Linked DNA regions of Mus musculus: region 2 is linked to region 1. A link is a contact called in public Hi-C data. All regions are on one chromosome and are shown on one strand. Each heading gives the region's core, a stretch centred on a gene start, on an enhancer-like site or on the middle of the called end of the contact. The rest is flanking DNA. Distances are from core to core; before and after follow the strand shown. Region 1 overlaps Abca1 (ATP-binding cassette, sub-family A (ABC1), member 1). Region 2 overlaps Gm52737 (a long non-coding RNA gene).

The links. Hi-C and Micro-C count contacts between places; a contact is called where the count stands out from the background.
Region 2: a contact with region 1 is called in a Hi-C map of liver, with 2.0 times the contacts expected there. The contact joins two enhancer-like sites. A contact is called at or near these places in 4 of 484 Hi-C or Micro-C datasets (bone marrow-derived macrophages, embryonic fibroblasts, liver and 1 more) and 5 of 115 datasets of contacts at active chromatin or transcription factors (SST interneurons, Th17 cells, double positive thymocytes and 2 more).

Annotation. Positions count from the first base shown.
Region 1 is chr4:53,138,468-53,144,676 of GRCm38.p6, reverse strand. Abca1 (ATP-binding cassette, sub-family A (ABC1), member 1) reads left to right here. Exons shown (of 50, transcript NM_013454.3): 2 at 582-747. The coding sequence starts at 682. Among named protein-coding and RNA genes, the nearest start is that of Abca1, 18 kb to the left of the region's middle. Within about 2 kb of position 4,941, at least 5 of the 459 cell types and tissues checked have an H3K27ac peak or open chromatin away from gene starts, as enhancers often do. A contact at or near this core is called in hepatocytes and liver, where this site is marked.
Region 2 is chr4:53,311,156-53,317,195 of GRCm38.p6, reverse strand. The region is part of intron 2 of Gm52737 (a long non-coding RNA gene); the gene reads left to right. Among named protein-coding and RNA genes, the nearest start is that of Gm52737, 13 kb to the left of the region's middle. Within about 2 kb of position 1,840, at least 50 of the 459 cell types and tissues checked have an H3K27ac peak or open chromatin away from gene starts, as enhancers often do. A contact at or near this core is called in hepatocytes and liver, where this site is marked.

The sequences.
Region 1 (6,209 bases), core at 3,692-6,191:
CTCTGGTGCTTACGCATAGTCGTCTAAGACAGTCCTCAGCCTTCCACCTGGGGAAACTGCGTCGCAAATGATGCCGTTTATCACTTGAAGGGCTCAGCTTTGTCTGTAGCGAAATGTTAGAGAATATCACTAGTCACTCCAGGGATCAGGGAGAATTTATAAGTGCTGCTGATGGGTCTTGGGAGAAAACATATATTCATAGGGAAGGCAGGCTGGCCTCTCGGGCTCTTGGATGGCACGTCTGATCTTTGTTTTGGCCAGGGAAAGTTACTTTCTCATTCTTAAAATAATCTCAGTGGTGCTCATATGATGAGAACCATCGATTGCGTCTGACCAGCTGCCAGCCTATAGCCAGCAAGCCTGCCCCGGAAGCTCTGTCTGCTGGAGATTCTGGGGGTTGGCAGTCCAGGACTCATGACCTTTTGACAAGCCACCAGGGTGTCAGAGGTGTCTGGTGAGAGGGCTGGAGCAGCAACTCTTCTCCGGCATAGGGCTTTGAAGCAGTGATTGACAGATCTCTCTCTCTCTCTCTCTCTCTCTCTCTCTCTCTCTCTCTCTCTCTCTCTCGTTTTATCTTTCAGTTAATGACCAGCCACAGAGTCACAGCTCTGTGCTCTGGCTGCTCCCTCCAGGGCTCTCGAGCCGCAGACGCAGGTCGCTGTGGGTGCCGGCTGTGGTGACATGGCTTGTTGGCCTCAGTTAAGGCTGCTGCTGTGGAAGAATCTGACATTTCGAAGGAGACAAACAGTAAGCTGTGGGCTTCTCTGTGGGGTTCTTGCTTGCTTGCTCCATGGGGCCTGGGCTGGGGATCGGAGAGGGAGGGAAGAGCGTGCTCTTGGTTTTCACATGGTGGTAATTGAATGAGTCTGGTTCTTGTGGACACAGGACTGTGTGGCTCTGATGTGAACCCATGACTTAGCATGGAGGGAAGGTGATCAGTCAGGAAGAAGTAATAGCTTGGGCTTGCGCTGGTTTCTGGGCATGGTCTCTCACCTCTGCAACCTGGCAGAAAATGACCCCACTCCCCATCACTCCATTATCTCCTTTCACTAAATTCCTGGTAGCTACTTGGAGCCACCCACGAGCACTCTCTGTAGGCCCCAGTGTTTTTGTAAAGTGAAGTACTGAAGCAGGTCTTAGAGGTGTGCCTGGAGATCTCAGCACTCAGCCTTCCTCAGCTTTGACAGCAGCCTGGACTCTTATAGTAATGAGACTTGCCATGTCTGAGGAGGTCTCTAAGCCGCCCACTTCCCATGTGGGCCAGTCTTTCTTTGAATAATCCAGTAGGCCCCACCATTACTTGGTAGGTGAATGTTGTTTTCCTTTGGAAGACTGTGAAGGCTGTAGGGCAAGGTGAGCTCCCTGAGGCTTAGGCCAGCCTTCCATGTGGCGCCTTTATCTGTGACCACTGTGAATCTTCTCATCCTGCCCTCTCAGTTTAGCTACGTGTCTCTGAAGCTCACTTCTAAACTTGGTTCCTGTCCTGCACTTTTTGTTGGACCACCAACCTGCATCTCCATTTGGCTATCTTAATGAAGTTCAACCTGTCTATAATCAAAGGTCTTTGAAAGTCAAAGACCTTTAGTGAACCCTGAAGGGAGTTTAACTGTTTCTCAAAGTAGACTAGTACTTGGAGATCTTCTATGCGAGAACAAACATCCCGAGGTACTCTTTTGTTCACCGATGTTTTTATTATAAAATGACTTAACTATGTAAGTAAAAGTAGATTTAAACCCTGATGATAAAACCATAGGCCCCATACAGATTTATAAATCAAGGCAAATGAAACTGAAGAAAGACATCGCAATTCATATTATTACCTTAGTTGTAGTGAGAAAACTGACTTTGTTTAGCTGAAATACAATATTTCAGTTGCCACGTGAAATATGGTGGTAGATGATACAACGGTGGCCATTTTGAGTTTGGCCAGTCTATATTACTCTGTGCTGATGATTTAGTTCTTCACCCATGTTTCTACTTGGGCAGCATCTTTTGATACCATTTGGGTTTCCTTTTGTCTAATCCCATCAATAGGCTGGCATGGTCATACTTTGCATACACTAATAAACCTGACCGTTGATGGCTTGTGGCACAAGTTATGCTAATGTAAGTAAATTCACATAGGTGTGCCAGAATTTGTTCAGATGATCATTGAAATGGAAACACAGAAAGTTTAAAATCTTCATGGAGAACCCAGGTATAATCCTTTGAATGTTCATGTGAATACACACACACACATACACACACAAACACACACACACACACACACACACACACACACACATGAGACAGGGCAGGGAAAGAGGGAGGGAGGGACAGAGAGAGTGAGAGAGAGAGAGAGAGAGAGAGAGAGATTGATTCCAGTTTTTCAAGAGTTTTTGATTAACTTTTAATGTTACAAATGAGGAACTTGAATTCAAGGTCACTAGTGAGAGAGCAATGACTAGAATCTATGTGTCCATTGTCATTAGTAATAATGACAAAATATAATGCACATTGTTATTTATAATAAAAGAGGATAATTAGAATGTGCTTCTATGAGCTAGGCACATAATGTGTTATTTATATATTTGTTTTATAATTGCTGTAGATAAACTACAGGGCCTTGCACATGCTAGACCAGAGCTCTACCAGTGAACCAAACAGCCAACAAAGTGGGTTATTGTACCAGCTGTTCTTAAACCCCATGAGGTAGTTCTCTTTATGGTACAGATAACAGATTTGATGTACAGAGAGGTTCAGGAGTTTCCCAGAGGTCTGCATTGCTAGCGTTTGGTTGCTGATAGTCTGACGCCAACAGTTACATGTTAGACTCTGTTAAACGAATAGCTGCTGTGTTAGACTGCCATTTAGTTATTGGTCTTTTCAAGACCAGTGACTTAGTCAGGGTTTCTATTCCTGCACAAACATCATGACCAAGAAGCAAGTTGGGGAGGAAAGGGTTTATTCAGCTTACACTTCCATATTGCTGTTCATCACCAAGGAAGTCAGGACTGGAACTCAAGTAGGTCAGGAAGCAGGAGCTGATGCAGAGGCCATGGAGGGATATTCCTTACTGGCTTGCTTCCCCTGGCTTGCTCAGCCTACTCTCTTATAGACCCCAAGATTACCAGCCCAGAGATGGTCCTGCCCACAAGGGGCCTTTCCCCCTTGATCACTAATTGAGAAAATGCCTTACAGTTGGATCTCATGGAGGCATTTCCTCAACTGAAGCTCCTTTCTCTGTGATAACTCCAGCTGTGTCAAGTTGACACAAAACTAGGCAGTACAACCAAGTTTCAGATATCCTGGAACTCACCATATAACTAAGGCTGCCTTTGAACTCCTGATCCTTCTGACTTCCCCTTCCTAGTGCCATGTGGGATTACAGGTGTATACCACCATACCCAGACTTACATCACTTTTAATGGTATAATTTTTAAAAAATCAACAAATTTTGACATTTCTGACTTTTCTCTTACCTACCTCCTGTACCTCAGAGTCATTCCTAGGTCCTGATGGTCCTAAGTCTGTTACATTTTCCTCTTTATGTCAGTGTCCTGCCTGGTGGGAAATTGTCTCTGCTTTGATGGGCGCGTTCATGAGTCACAGAAAGAAACATCACTTTAGCAATGAAAAGTGGGTCTCAAGAGAGCCTGCTCCAAATACCAGATTTTACAGATGGGGAAACTGAGGCACAAGGAGTCGATGAGACTCTCTAGATCAGTCAAGAAGAAGCTGATATGGGGCCAGAGGCTTGAGCCCTCCTCACTCCGGTTCTCAATGTTGGTTCCCTTTCCCAATCTTTTGTAGCCACATGGTAGCACCAAGCTTGAGCGGAGGAGGAGGTGCTCGGGTATGGATTCTTGTGCGCAGACAAGAAGGAGGCAGGAGCAGACTGTCCAGGAACACAAAATGAGGGCTAGGGTTATCTCCTCTGAGCAGGTCTTCATTGGATTTGATCTTGCTGCTTCTTGCTCAGTGCTGTATTTTCATTATGCTTACGAGTTTAAAATTACTAGGATTGGAAAGATAGGCAGATTTAGTCGAACACAGCTTACTGAGGAGTTCCTGTTGAAGTGGAAAGTAGGGACACAGACCTTGGACACAGGTGGCCTTTGTAGGATACATCACTGCTTACCAGCTTGTCTGAGTCATCTCCCTTCCTGATTGCTAAAGTAAATCCATTTTGAGAAATCAGAAAGAAACGCAGTTGATTTCCAGTCACAGATACTTTATGAGCAGAGCAGGTGCTGCCAAGATCTGGCCTGCCTCTTGTACAGTTGTTGGAGCTGAGGCTCTCTGATGGACACAGGCTCAATCCCGAAGTAACGTCAGAACCTATCTCCTGACATCCTTACAGGCCAGGCCTTTAAAAGTTGACTTGGCTTTATCCTCAGCTACTGCTGAGAAGGTGTCACTCCTGTCTAATCATCTAGTTGTGTGTGTGTGTGTGTTTTTTTTTTAAGGGATGAGAACCTGTGTGAGCCTTTGGCACTTTCTTAGCTCACAGAGTAAGCCCATTATGAAGGGGGAAGAGATTGAAGCCCCTTGATAGCCACAGATTTTGGACATTCACTGCATGATCCCTTGGTCCTGAGAGCATCTGTACCCATGGCCCAGAACCTAGGACAGAACCTGGTACTTACAACATGTGTAACAAGAATTTGCCTGATGAGTGGTGAATGTGTTGCTGGTCTGTTATTTGAAGGTCTTGGAGCAGCTAGGGGAATTAGAAAGAATATGCAGAAGCCCGGAGCTGAGGAACGCCAGCCACAGGCAGCACTGCTCTTGTGCCCTTGTCTGTAGAGGACTCTTATGGACCCTCGCTGTCCTCTCATTGTGCAGACTCATGGGGTACATCAATCAGAGTGAGTTTTCCAGTGTATCTCTTGGGCAAAGAATACATTGAATTGAGTTGCAAAAGGGTCCAAAGCTCAGTTTGGGTCCAAAGTACCAGTCAACTAGTGTGTGGGCAGCAGTTATCCTATGCAAACAGCATTTGGGACAGGAAAGGGGGTGGACTTCAGGATATCAGGTCTTCCTCTGGCTTTGGCCTGGATCCAGAGGCCAAGGTCTCCATGAAACAGAAGTGACAACGTGAGGTGGCCAAATGGACTCTTTTGTCTTTGCCTTTAAAGGAAACAGCAAATTCTAACTCTTAAGTAACTTAAAGGACTACTGTTGGGACAGTCTGGAATGAACGCGAAAACAGTTAGGACTCCTGCTTTCCAAGTGGTTAGAGATGGTCACAGTGTGTGGGAACTCCACTTCCCTTTCCTGTTCCCAATTCCAGGGACGTGCCTTCCTGTCCTTAGTCCTAGCTCAGTAACCTTGGTCATGGTTCTCATTCCAGACTGGTCAGCCCTGAGCCTCAGTGTTTTCTAGAGCTTTGATTTCCACTTCTAGAGATGAAGAAAGCTAGAACAAGACCCTGTTTGCTGTTTCACTGAGATAAATGTCTGCTGCGCATTCATTCCTTGTGGGAGACTGTGCTGGGTGTGTAGTGATAAAGCAGACTGTCCTCAGTGGAGCATAGAGTTTATTGAGGGAAGACGATATAACATGTTATCAGCACACAAGTAAACATACCATTACAACATCCAGAGTGTGAGGAGTAAACTGGTGAACCGTGATAGTCAGGCTTTAGTAGGTATTCATGGCATTCAAGCCCAGAACCCCAGAATGGTAGCAGTGGTGTTAGCATGCTAAGATCAGGGGCACAGACCTCAGAGGCACTGTATTTTGGGCTGAGAGAACAGAAAGAAGCCAGGTGTGTTGGCTCACTGAATGAAGAGTGTGGCTGAAGATGAGTTGGAAGGATAGACCATCCAGTTAAGGACAGTTGAGTTTAATTTTATATCTGAAAGGAGCCCTTTGGGTAGGCACAGCATGGCTAAAACCGCTCATCCTCTGGGTCTTGATAGTGGAGTGGTGGGAACGCCAGGAAGCCAGGAAGCGTTTGTCATTCTGTACATACACTCACCCCACCTAATGCACTGCGCTCCTTAGCATTGCTTGCCTTGAATGTTCTCATATTTGTGAATAATCTTTCTAGTGAGGAGTTCCGATGTGAGGCTGCACTTGAGTACTTCAAAGGTACTTTTATATCTACCATTTCATTTTCACAGTAATTCTGTGCAATCTGTTTCGTCAACGAAGAACACATTATTGGTAAGTTAGTAAGAGAGATGTGGGGTCTTCTGGTTGTCAGTCTATTGTGGAGTGAT
Region 2 (6,040 bases), core at 591-3,090, 180 kb before region 1:
TGGCAGCTTCCCATCTCATGCCCTGAGAGTGCTAATCCCACAAGCTTGACCCACATCTGTAGGTGGTGGCGTGGGAAACCTGAAGCACGTGAGTCGCCTAGAGTCTCCTACCTAACTAAGCACATGATGACTAACATCTGGTTACCTCATACCTCTGCAGAGTGGGTCACAATGCTTGCACAGAATCACATGCATACGCCTGCGTGCGAGCCTGAGTGTGTGTGTGTGTGTGTGTGTGCGCGTGCGTGCGCGTGTGTGTTTAGACGTGTGTGTATGCAGATGTGCCTGCCCATGGGTGTACATGTCAAGATCAAAGGCTGTGTCTTTGCCCTTTGATCAAAGGTTGTGTCTTCGCCCTTTGAATCTCTTTCCCTATTCCTGAGCACCTCATTTATTCATTCATTTGTTTTTCTTTATTTTTAAGACAGGGTCTCTCAGTGAACTCATTGACTGGTTAGACTGGCTAACCTGAAACCCCTTAGCATTGAGTAGTCTCCTGCCCCCACCATGCTCTGAGTGCATAGATGTGCGCTGCTCTGCCTCACTTGTTATATGGTTGTGGTTGCAGGGAATCCGTACTCATGCTTGTGTGGCAAGCACCTTGCCCAGAGAGCCTCCTCCCCAGGTCCTCAAGGGTGCTCTTCCTAAGCTGTGTTTAGACCCACCCACAGCCCTCTTTCCTTTCTGTTTGGGGGGTGGGGAGAAAATATAACATGAAAAGAATAAAACTGAAACTCCGCAGGCTCTTCACCACCACAGCCAATAATAACAAACCGACTCTGCGTAAACATATATATATAACATTTTTGAGGCCCTTTCAGTTCTTATTTCCCTTCCAGGACTTGCTGTTTGACAACTCCCACCGAGCACAGCACATTATTTATACAGAACTCGCCTTTGAAACAGATCAAACACTTCCACACTTCTGAGACTTTGGACTTTCTGTTGTTCTCCCTCCATGAAGTGCCCTCAATACCCTGCTTTGGATACTCCAAGCTCTGACAAAAGTCAGGTGTTCCTCTCTTCTTCCTTTCCCACTTGGGGAGCTACTTACTCCTTGAAGCCGTGCAAGGACAACTCCATTTTAAGAAAAGCCAGTCCCCACACACTCATGTCCCCTCCCCCACCAGCGGCCCACTCGCTACCCGTTTTGGGATCCATGAGTCCACTGCCCTCCTATCCAACCTATCATGGGCCACTTCTCTTTTCTTGGAAACGAGTGGGACGAGTGGGCCTCAGACTCAGCTGGAGACAGGATTTGCTGGACAGGGCTGGGCTTGGGCATCCACTGGGGCTCAGGACACTGCAGGATGATTCAGAATAGCCTGTGAGCTAGCTTGTATGCAGACTTTCCAAATTGCTAAGGAGACCCCTGTTGTTTACTGGGCTCCACCTTGTCTGGCAAGAGCCAGCCTTCGGCCTCAGGAAGTACTATAGCGCCAGAGAGCTGTGTTGGCAGGCCTCCACCAACTGTTTACTCTTGTTCCTTGTGTGAATGTAGGAGTCTGGTGGTGGATCTCATGAGGGGCATGTCTGATGCTCTTCTCAAGATGCTCGGGCCAGACAGAATTCCAGGCTTAAAGGGAGTGGGCTGCAGGAAAAGAGAGAGTCCAAAGTCCCCAGCCTCTCCTTTATGCCAGGCCTTCTGTCATAGCTCCACAGGAGGGGGGTGGGGTGCTTTGCTCTCTGGCACACTCCCACCCACATTTTTAATTAATGGAGCGATTTACTCGTTCCTGTTGTATAGTCTTCGCTCACCCCTATTTTCTCACTGTACAGTGTAACTTGTATGTCACAATTTTCTACACCCTTCCTCTTGGCCTTCCCTTCACTCCCAGGCTTGGAAAACACCGAGTTGAGTTCCAAGAGAGGAGGTGTTTCCTGGCCACTGCAGCTAATCAGAGCTGAACTGATTGGCAGCAAATTCCAATGCCAGGTGCTTTCCAGAGCCTTGGTTCACTTTTGAATGATCTTGGTAAAAAGCAGGGGCTTCTAGCCTTGCTGATAACACATCTGCTTCCTCAGACTCCTAAAACACAGAACAGTTGATGTGATTGGAAGAGAGCAGCTAATGGTGTTTGAATCACACGGGGTCTGCACTCATCTATTGTAATAGTAATGTGCAGGTAATGGTGTCTGAACTCACACGGCATCTACCACTCGTTCACTGTAACATCAACGTGACTCGAGCTTCTCCAGGGTCTACCCACTTCAGGGTGTCGCTGTCCGGGTCACCTTCAAGGAGATGACCAATCATGAATTCATCCCTAGGAGAGTGTTCCCCAATCACACACAGACATTGCCTTGATCATCTCTCCCTTCCTCCACATGGGTGATGTCACCCCCATAGCTGGAGGGTGAAAGGCAGAATATATCTTACACGATACCTGAACATTGCAGATCAAATGTTATTCCATTTCCTGGTTTCCCCTCCCAAAGCCCCCTACCCCCTTTATCCCCCTGCTCACCAACCCACCCACTCCCACTTCCTGGCCCTGGCATTCCCCTACAGTGGGGCATAGAGCCTTCACAGGACCAAGGGCCTCTCCTCCCATTGATGACCAACAAGGCCATCCTCTGCTACATATGCGGACATATGTAGAGAACATATAATCCTTTTCCCCAGGAGGAACTCTTTCTCCAGTTCCTCTGGTTTGGAGTTTATATTGTGCCGAGACATTATCCCTCATTCCTCCGTCTGCCTGCTAGTGTGACTCTGGGCAAGCAGCACTGGAGAGACTCTTTTCTAAAAGCAATTCCTTAGCTCCGCATAACTGTGCAAATGGTCTGGGAACAGACATCTGAGACCTCCTTCTTGCTGCTTCTGGGACTTTCCTCTTTCCGCATCATGTGAGCAAACCATTTCTCCATCCTCCCTGGAAATGACTCCCAGAAGCCACATACCACCTCATCAAACATAACCCAGGCAGAGCTGAACCCTGGTTTAACCTCAAGTTGGGACACCATTACGACAACAAATACTTTGTTCAGCTCTCCGACGTTTACGAAATCTGTTCACATTGCTTCGCTTAATCCTTAAAAGAGCCCGTTGGGGTGTGTGGAATCTTTGTCTTTATTTTATGGGGAGTAAAGTTGAAGCTCAACAGGTTGGGAGATAGGGTTATGGTTACTTACTTAGAACCAGAGCTTTGCTGTCCTGGGGCATATGGAATGTTGGGCCCTCTCCTTATAAGACCACAGCACCCAAGACTGTTGCTGGAAATGTGAATAACATGCTTGCATGCCTGGAGTTGGAGGTAGCTGCCACTACAAGAGGTGGTAAAGTTGGGCTGTCCAGGTAAAGAGTCAGTCTTCCTAAGAGCCCTATGAACCTTTTCTGTTCTTCATTTTTCTTGCCCTCTCCGGCATTTGACTAGGACTTTTTGCTTGGTGAATTTTGGGTATCTTGTATTCTGCTTGCTCTAGTATAGGCTACTGAGCTATAGTTTTTTTTATGTCTGTACATCTATTGTGTTGTGTGCAGACATGTGTCCTGCTCTATCACTCTCTACCTTAATCCCTTGAAAAGGGTTCTCTAAGTAGAACCTGGAGCTAGGCTGGCAGCCAGCAAGCCCGGCAGTTCTCCTGTCTCTGTCCCCTGCAACACAAGGGTTCCGGGTGCATGTGTGACCATGCCTTCCGGCTTTTATGTGGGTGCTGGGGTTTGAACTCTGATCTTCATGCTTGTACAGCAAGTGCTTTTACTTACTGAGCCATCGCTCCAGCTCTTTGCATCTTTTAGTGCCCCAGAGTGGAACTATGGATATAGTAGATGCCCAGGAAGTATTCATCGAATGACAAGCTGTTTCTTAGATTTCCATGTGGACAAGTCTGTGGTAGCCACTTCTTTCTCATGAGTATGGCATGATCATGGGAAACTCAACATGGAATAACTCAAATTTATTGTCCTGACTCAGTTTCCACCTCCTTTTGATACTCAGTTTTAGGCTCACTGATACAGTTGCCCCAATTCAGCAAGGTTTCTAACTTCAAACAAATTCAGGCTGGAAGTAGATTTACTATCTCAGGGCCACTGCTGGGACTCGGAGCCAGTCATCTGTTCAGATTGTGGATTCTATGATCTAGCAACATGCTCTGATATTTGTTTCTCAAAGTGACATCATCCCTCACTATTGACCTAACATACTGATCTGGGTGTCTTCACTGGGCTTCCTGTCCAAAGACATAGTCTTCTTTTAGGACTAGACACTGATCCTAATTCATCCTGGGACCTGACCCCGTGTGACACGTGCTAGTCTCCTCCCTGCGTCACTGTTCTGGATCTGTAAACCAGTCCATTGATGTTCATAGACAGTTGTCTACACAAAACCTCCCATCTGCCTGACTGCTGGCCTCACTCTGGGAGAGCAGCCGGGATGCTTACATCTCTCTAAACAAGTTGCCACTTGATTGGACCAGTTGCTCCAGTCACCCCTGGGCTTGCTGTGTCCTTTGGCCATTGTGTCTCTTGCATCTGGCTTCATATTTGACTTTGCATCTGATAAAGACCCAGCTGTGCATACACAGGCTGGGGTTGTTCTGTACTCTGCCTGTTCTGCGTAGCTGAGAGGTGTCCCTAGGTCTGTGTACATGTCCAAGTCAGAAGTCCGCAGGGTTTCATCTCAGTGTACTCTTTAAGATATTCGGCGTGGAAAAAAGTACGACACTTAACTGGATAAACAAAGAACTGATGATTGGGGTAAGCTTGTATTGACTCATTATTTCTAATTTTACCAATATTCCTTCCCACATTCAGTCAAACATTGACATGTTTAACACATTCTATCTCCACTGCATTATTTGATTTTAGGCTACCATTACATTTTACTTTGGCTGTAAGCAGAACCCTTCACTTTTTTTGGTTCAACTCTCCCCAACCCACATTTCAATAGTCAATCAAGTGATTTAATTACTGTCCTCCTTTAATTAGACATTGTCAGCAACATCTCGTTGCCCAGAGCTTGCTTCTCCACCTTGTCCTTGCGACTCACGTCTAAAGGAGGACACTCATCTTCAGGAGAAAAATTATGGGTTCCAACTCACTCTCTTTTTTAAAAATTGTGTGTGTGTGTGTGTGTGTGTGTGTGTGTGTGCACCTCTCGGGTCTTTAGAGGCTAGAGGAGAATGATGGGTCTTCAGATGTCCTCCACTATTGCTTTCTGTCTAATTCTCTTGAGGAAAAATCTCTCATGGAACCTGGAGCTTGCCAATTTTTGCCAAAGCTGGCAAACCAGCAAACCAGAGTCCTGCTCCCACAGTATTGAGGTTGCAGGCATGAGTGACAATGCTTGGCTTTTTCATGTGAATGCTGGGAGTCTGAATGGAGGTCTTCAAGCTTGGACAGCAATGGCTCTCAACTGCTGGCCTCTCTCCCAACTCCCCTTCCTTTTTCCACCATGGTAAATTAAGTAAGGAAAATGATGGTAATTTAGCCAGCCATATCACAGAATCTGATCTAATTTATGTGTAAAATCAATGACTTGCAAAGTTGACTCCTGCACCTTTCAGTGTCTCCAAGTATGCCGAACTCAGAGAAGGATTTCGGTGAATAAATGAAGTTTGCTTCATTGCAGATGGTGGCTTATTCCTTTGTTTGTCTTGCTATATGACAAATGACCTCAGAGTACATCAGAGGACTGCTGATCTATAGGACAAAATCTTATCTGTAGCAAGTCCCCAGTGACCTACCCACTGTCCAATGTTCAGCCTTGTCTCTTGTGATAATGACTGTCCCCACCCAGAAACTACAGCAGTCCCTAAATAGAGGCATGGCTCTGATACCCGGGCTTCAGCAATCGTCCTTCCGCTTGCAGGCCTCTTCCCTCCACCTCCCACACTTTCATCTCGGTCTTACCTTAGATGACACTTCAGAAAGCAATTTCATAAATTTCCATGCGAGTCAAGTGTTTCCTCCCTGAATGCCCCAGGTAATTATGCCCTCTCCTCACCACTCTAAGCTGCAAGTGTCTGTCTCCCACCTAAGATCTGAGCTCTTGGTGGGCAGGGACTGCGCCATCTTGTTCATTCTTGCATCTTCCAT